2 separate regions of the Mus musculus genome follow, and region 2 is linked to region 1. The links are chromatin contacts, called in public Hi-C maps. All regions are on one chromosome and are shown on one strand. The core of a region is the stretch at or near the end of the contact, and the rest is flanking DNA. Distances in the headings are between cores, read along the strand shown.

Evidence for each region. A called contact is a pair of places that touch in the nucleus more often than the background predicts.
Region 2: a contact with region 1 is called in a Hi-C map of CD4 T cells, with 7 times the contacts expected there. The contact joins the promoter of Exoc5 here to the promoter of Ddhd1 in region 1. A contact is called at or near these places in 2 of 484 Hi-C or Micro-C datasets (both in CD4 T cells).

Annotation. Positions count from the first base shown.
Region 1 is chr14:45,656,563-45,660,032 of GRCm38.p6, reverse strand. Ddhd1 (DDHD domain containing 1) reads left to right here and starts at 1,890. Exons shown (of 14, transcript NM_001042719.2): 1 at 1,890-2,811. The coding sequence starts at 2,022. Mir5131 (microRNA 5131) reads left to right here and starts at 1,980; the gene lies at 1,980-2,072.
Region 2 is chr14:49,064,521-49,068,303 of GRCm38.p6, reverse strand. It overlaps Exoc5 (exocyst complex component 5), which reads left to right and starts at 1,637. Exons shown (of 18, transcript NM_207214.3): 1 at 1,637-2,178. The coding sequence starts at 2,152. It overlaps Ap5m1 (adaptor-related protein complex 5, mu 1 subunit), which reads right to left and starts at 1,755. Exons shown (of 8, transcript NM_144535.5): 1 at 1,440-1,755. The coding sequence starts at 1,513.

The DNA of each region.
Region 1 (3,470 bases), core at 641-3,140:
TACATGGGTAACTATCAGAACAGTGTGGATCAATGCCTCCATGAATAAAACACAGTTCAAAGTTCATACTCAATTTCTTACTCTGCATACTATTAATAGAGACATTGGGAAAGAATTTGGGATGCAGAAATGCAGATGCTTTGTTAGTGGGGCTGTAATGTACAAGTGGACAGACTGCTCACTGAGCAAGATTATCCAGCCAATCCAGTCGTTATGGTAGAAAATACCACCCATGTTCCTCTATTTATCATGAATTGCAACAGTATCATCTGCCCATAGAAAGCAGGGCCTTCCAACAGATCCCTCCAAAAGCACAGGGCACAACAGAGATGAGCCTGATTGAAATAATGACTTTGAAGGCTCTCTGACAGGTTACATCCTGAGAGCAAGACAACTTGCCCTACTGACCTGTTTCCACAAAGTAAACATTAACAGTGAAGACTGTCTGTTCTTGAAGTAAGAGCAAGATTGGAGATTGTTTTCTCAAGATAGGATGGGTTTATAAAATGAATTTTTTTTTCAATTTAAGAGAATGGTCTGAGGTGACAGAGTGCCTCAGCTATAAAACAGGATTTCTATGAAGTTACAGCTGACCTTGACCAAACTCATCAGTCAGCCACAGTCCAAATAATCTCTGCTGGGGCAGCCTGTTCCCCAAAATGAACTGCCTTTTAATAAAACAGATAATTCCAGGAAAGGTACATCATAGACCGACACATAGCTCTATGGCTGCAAGAATTTCATTTCCAAGCCACCCACTTGCCTCTATAAAGGGCCCCAGCTAGTTTACTCCCTTCTAAGACACCCATTTCCCTCCGGAGAGTGTCTTTCCTTCTTTGTTTGAAATAAACTGTCCATCTGTTGAGGTCAGACTCTGGTCTCTGTCTTCTCTTTACTCTGTCTTGGAAGTCTAACATAACAGAGCCTCCGTGTCTCCCTGAAACCAGGAAGTGAGTTACAGAATCAGAGTTATACTAAAAACAAAAACCAAACCAAACTTGGGAAGGCTTAAAAGCCATAGAATTACTAGAGACCGTCCGGTGCAACGATCTCCTACTTATAGCAAGGAATAAGACAAATAGATAAAGGAGATTAAGTGACTTGCCTGGAGGTGGCAAAGCTGAGTTTAGAACCTAGGTTTTTGTTTTTTTTTTTTTCCTCTTTCAGTCTAATAATCTACCACACAAGGCTGGCAAGACCAGTTAGTTATAACCAAGGTACATCGAATGCGCACAGACTGTGGGAAAAGACTAAGACATAGGGACTTGGTTTCCATCCAAGGCCTTACTGCACTACAGAAAGAACAGGAAGCATAAGGACAAGAGGGCAAGCAATCTAAAGAACTGGCACAGTGACTCTAGGACGCCAGTTTTGTAAGTGGGAGTGGTCGTGCCCAGGTGAGCAGCAGGCGTAGAGGTGGGGTGCCTTCTGTATGAATGGGCTGAAGGTTGGGAAAGGGCCAAACCAGGTGACCGAGCAGGTCTTTCGGATGCTGAAAGCAGGCCTAAAGCCAGGAACGTGAGCTAGCAACTTCCAGGGCCCCTCTGGGCATACAGCTGAATCACCCACGGGGCTCATGACCCGAAAGTGTAAAGATGAGTGGGCGAGAGCCTCACTGCGGCTGGCATCCAGGGGCGTGGAAGCGAGGGGGCGGAGCCACTGCGTCGAAAGTCGTGAGGCAGGGGCTCCACGGATGCCGAGACCGCCGCGACCCCGTCTGACCCCCGCTTCCAGGCGCGGAAGACTACGTACAGCCTAGCGCCAAACGGGAGCTCCAGCAGAGTCCTCGGGCCTTCCGGGGAGGCGCGCGCGGCTGGGGGCGGGGCCCCTGTGGCCCCGCCCACGCAGGGCTGCGTAACAATGGGGCGGGCCCCGGAACGGCGCTGCGGCGGCCGGGGGCCGGCGGGGAGGCGGAGTCGCCTCGGCCGCAGCTGCTGCCCTGCTCGGGATTTGAAAGATTATAAAGTCCGGGCCGAGAGGGCGGCGGCGTCGGATGCGCGTGTGGCGGAAGCGCCGGCGGCATGAACTACCCGGGCCGCGGCGCCCCACGGAGCCCCGAGCGTAACGGCCGCGGCGGCGGTGCCTGGGAGCTGGGCTCGGACGCGGCGGGCGTGTTCGGCGGCGGCGGCTGCTGCTTCGAGCACCAGCCGGGCGACAGCGTGCCGCTGTCGCTGCTGCGCGCCGAGCCGCTGCACCTGGCACCGGGCGCCGACGACCTGAGCCACCTGGCTCTGGACCCGTGCCTCAGCGACGAGACCTACGACTTCAGCTCGGCCGAGTCCGGCTCGTCGTTGCGCTACTACAGCGAGGGCGAGAGCGCGGGCGGCGGCAGCTCTTCTTCGCCTCCGCCGCCGCTCGTCGCCCAGAACTCGGGGGGCGGCGGGGCGGCGGGAGGGGGCCCCGGGGACAGGAAGCGCGCCCGGCCCGGCGGCGCAGCCGCCCGGCACCGCTACGAGGTGGTGACGGAGCTGGGCCCCGAGGAGGTGCGCTGGTTCTACAAGGAAGACAAGAAGACCTGGAAGCCCTTCATCGGCTACGACTCTCTGCGCATCGAGCTCGCCTTCCGGACCCTGCTGCAGACCACGGGCGCCCAGGCCCGGGCGGCGGGCCGCGATGGAGACCGGGTGTGTGGCCCAAGCTCCAGCTTCGGGGAGGAAGACGAGGAGGACAGCGCCTGCGGCTTCTGCCCGCGCGCGGCGGGGCCTGAGCCGGAGATGGAGGAGCTGGTGACCATCGAGCCGGTGTGCGTGCGCGGCGGCCTCTACGAGGTGGATGTCACTCAAGGAGAGTGCTACCCGGTGTACTGGAACCGTAAGTGGCTGGCCAGGGGCGGGCCAGGCTCGGCGCGCGCTGGACGGCGTTTGGGGGTTCGGTTGCCCCCGCGATGCCTGCCTCGGGTTAGGATGCAGGTTGCGCGGGGTGCCTCGGCAGGTGAAGGGTAAAAGAGCAGATGGCAGCGCCCAAGCTGCTAGCGGGGTCAGGAGGGGAGGATTCCGCCGGGGATTGTGCCTCCTGGGTGAGTAGAGTGCTGCTGCCATCCCCTGGAGGGTATCCAGGAACGGATCCCCAAGCCAGTAGCTTTAGTTTCTTGACCGTACCAGGGGCTTTGTCCACCTGGATATCTGATTCGGTCTCGTGTCTCCTGAAGCTCCTGTGATTTAAATAACATGTCCTGGAGTGAGTGGAAATGCTTGAGTGTTTTTATGAGAATCAACAGTTCAGCTTAAAACCTGAGAAGAGAAAAGCCCTGACGGGAAAGGAGAGTTACAATGTGTTATTCACAGTGGATGTGTTGGGCACAAGAGGAAAGAACTGCAGGAAGTGGCAGTGCGAAGTGGGTCCGTACCCTCTGTATAGAATGTTTTCATATCTCTTGGGTCCTTTTTACATATTTTTACTTTTGCTTCTTAACCTAGAAAAATTGCACGACCTCGGTTTTCACATCTGTTAAATGGGACTGTCATAAAGGT
Region 2 (3,783 bases), core at 388-2,887, 3.4 Mb before region 1:
CAGAAGAGGGCATCAGATCACATTACAGATGGTTTTGAGCCACCACGTGGTTGCTGAGAACTGAACTCAGGACCTCTGGAAGAGCAGTCAGTGCTCTTAACTGCTGAGCCATTTCTCCAGCCCAATTCACTGATTTCTAATGACTCTGTTTGCATTCAGGGAAGCTATTTGTCAGTATTTTGTTAAATCAGTACAGACATGTTCTAAGGCCCTGTTTGAGGATGTTTACTAGATAGCACTGTTCTGAAAGGTAGAGGCAGCTTGGACCCTATCATTAAGGAATGTAAATAAAGAAAACCATAGATTCATACAGTTCAAGTATCTAGAGCTGCATTATCCAGTATGGTAGACACCAGGTACATGTGTTACTGAAATGTAAGCAAAACTAACAACTAATGGGGGTCATGGTTGTTGCATTCCTTTAATTCTAGTATTTGGAAACCAGAAGCAGGAGGGTATCTATGAGTTTGTGGCTAGCTTGGTCTACACAGTGAATTCTGGGTAAGCCAGTGGTACACAGTGAGGCTCTGTCTCAAAACCACAGCAACAAAAACCTAATAACTGAGTTCCTCAGTTACACCATTCAAATGCTTTCTGGTTTACATTCGAAGAGATTTAAAATTGGTCACCTTTCTACCATACATTGCTGCTTTCCAAGAACACACATCTACTCATTAACACAGAGGCTTCTTAGAAATAATGCCAAGAGACAGGTAACAACTTCAAGAACTGACAGATGGGATCTCCTGAAATCAAAACAGTTCTGCAAAGCAAATAAAACTACAAGCAAAGTGGCGAGACAGCCTATAGACTGGGGGGAACTTAGCCAGCTATACTTTATATCGGGGTTAATATCTAATATAAAGAACTGCAGAGTCCTCTCCATAGAATTATCTTGGTAAGATATGGCAAATTCTAAAGGTGGGACCAAACCACTTATGCCACCTGGATAAAAAGGTGACTGTAATTTAATTTTTCACACTTCTATTTTGCTCACCCACTAGAAGCTGCAAACTATAACGTTCTTTAAGCAATCATTTTTGTACCAAACTTAAACAGATGGAATTAATTTTAAAGATACATTAGTATAGCCGGGTGTCGTGGCCCACACCTGTAATCCCAGCACTCTGGAGGTATCTGTAAATTCAAGGCCAGCCTGGTCTACGTATCAAGTTCTAGGACAGCCAGGTATACATGAATCCTGTCTCAAATATATAAATAAATAAAGATACAATAGCAGTAATACTAGAAAACATGTAGCATCATGTAACAAGCAACTCATTCCTTACAACAAAGTGAGATAAACGTAGAAAGCCTAAATTGCCCAAGGGCACCCTGCTAGCTGCTCCTGGGACAGCTGAGACTCAGCGCACCACAAAAACTCCTGCTTAGATTCATCCTTGGACCCATCATGCCTGAGGATCCAGACTTGCAATTACCTGGAGAATCTGACGGTGCCTCCAAGTGGAGTTCCTGGTTCGTGACGTATGAGCCACACTGCCCGCAGGGCCATGGTTAAGCCTCCCAAGTATCAGAGCGATGTAGAAACTAAGGTCGCCATCCAGCCAAAGTAGACCCCGCCTTCTAGATGGGCTGTACCAGGCAACGTCCGGGTTCTCCCTGAGCCGCAAGAGCTCACTGGAGATGCTCGCTCTTCCGGGTGAGGTGACTCAAGTCTCCCGGTCCCTTCAAGAGATTAAAACACTCCTCAGAAGGTCTTAAGAACCTACACCCGGAATCTCAAGGGACTGGAATACTCTTCTCGCCCACTTCCGGGACGGCGGCCCGCGAGGCTCAAGACGCGTCACCCTGTCGCAAACGAGCGCCTCCGCGGCCCGCTCGCCGCTCGCTCCTTTCGCCCGCCCCGCGAAGTCGGCCGGGCGCGCGCAGCCCCACTTCCGGCGTGCGAGGCGGTGACAATGGGAGCGGCGCGGGCGGCGCCGGGAGGCAGCTGACAGGCGTCTGCGGCTCCGCTTCATGGCTGCTCTCCCTCTCTGCCTTCGCTGTGTGAGGACCGGGGCAGCCAGCAGCGGTGCGCAGCCCGGGCCGGAGGCGGTAGGCCGAGCTGGGACTGGTGAGCGGCGCCGCTGAGGCGCAGCATGTGAAGCGGAGACGGCCTCGAGCGCGGGGCGAGCCTCTCAGCCGGCCGGCATGGCCACGACGGCCGAGCTCTTCGAGGTGGGTCCCGGGGCTCGGCGGGCGGCGGCGGCGGCGGCGGGGGAGGGGCGGGTGGCGGCGGGACGCTGGGCCGGCTCGGGTGGCAGGGCGGCCAGACGTCCCGGAGACCGGACGGGCAGTGGGCAGGGCTGACTCCGGAGCCCAGGGCCGGCGAGCCGGGTCTTGCTGTGCGGATCCTCGCGACGGTGCTACAGGGGGCATCTGAATGGAGACTCTGGGGGGCTCCTCGGTGCCGAGGTTCCGACAAGCTCAGAAGCGGCCCTGGGGTGCCTGCCGTCTTACCTTACAGTCGAAAAGGCTGGGAGGATTCTTTTAAGGACAATAAAGGCCTACTTAGCCTCAGCACGGAAGGGAAGCGACACATCTTACTGCATTTAATTGCTGTGGAACCCTCCGACTGCTAGTTAAAGGATCCTTGGGCTGTGAGAAGCTGTGGGAGCGTTCAGGTGCATTTTCTTGAGTGTTTCAATATTTAAACTTGACAGTTGGATTTTGTGGCGTGTCAGTGTCAGAAGCGGTGAGGTTTGAGATAATGGAATGGGGTTACAAGACAATGAAACAGTATCTTCTTGTGTGGAAAAAAATAGAAGTAGTCATATGAAGAAAAATGAGGAATACACCTTCTCCCCCGCTGGGGCGTGATTACTCCATAGCAGCAGAAGTGTAAGTTGTAGAGAACACTGCAGTTCACAGTTAAGAATGTCACCATAGGTGAAAATTGTATCCATTGAGCATCAGCGTGTTCTGTGGCGTGAATTTTAAATGCCATTGTTTCCATTAAAAAAAAAATCTAACTTTTCAGTTACTTTTTTTTGTTACTGAACGTTGACTTGCAGTCATTCCTAGCATAGATACTGCATTTGTTTAGAGAAATAGCATGCCTAAATTGTAAGTTGTAATGAAAGTGATTTGAGTAAAAGTTATAATTACACCTAGGAAAAATTTATTGCTGTTCCTCAGATGTAAATGTCTGGAGATATTATAACATTTGCTTCACCAGTCATAAAATTCTGCTCATTTACTGTGTATCCTTGGTCAAGATACTAGGTAATTCTGTAATTACTTGTTTCAATTTTTATATCTTACAGGCTTTGGGATCTTTAAATAATACTTTCATGACGAGCTACTTATTAACAGAAAAACAGTATATTATCCTACTGTTATAGTGAATTCTCTTTAACATCCACAATTTCCTCTTGGATGGAAAATTATATTTTCTTCTTTAGACGTATACCAAGATGTCTTCAGTAACTTATTCGAAAATGTGTTTTCTTTCTCAGGGATGAAGAAAGTGGGGGTGGGGGGAAGGGGTGAAGAAATTTGTATTTTGTTCTCTAAGTCTTGTCATTTAGTGGAGTTGTTAAAGTTGTTTAGCTTAGTGACAGCAGTTCTGTAGGAGAGAAACCCAATGATGATACAGTAATCGGAAGATTCGTAGAACACACAGGCATATTGATAGGTCTCATAACTGGAGTGATCCCAACTCTGTCATTTGTAGTTGTTGTTTCATCAAAATCAGAAACATAATAATAGTTACAATGAAGTAGTGCCAGTTATGCATAATTAAGTCTGTTTGTCCTTTCCTGTGAGTCTAACCCTGCACTA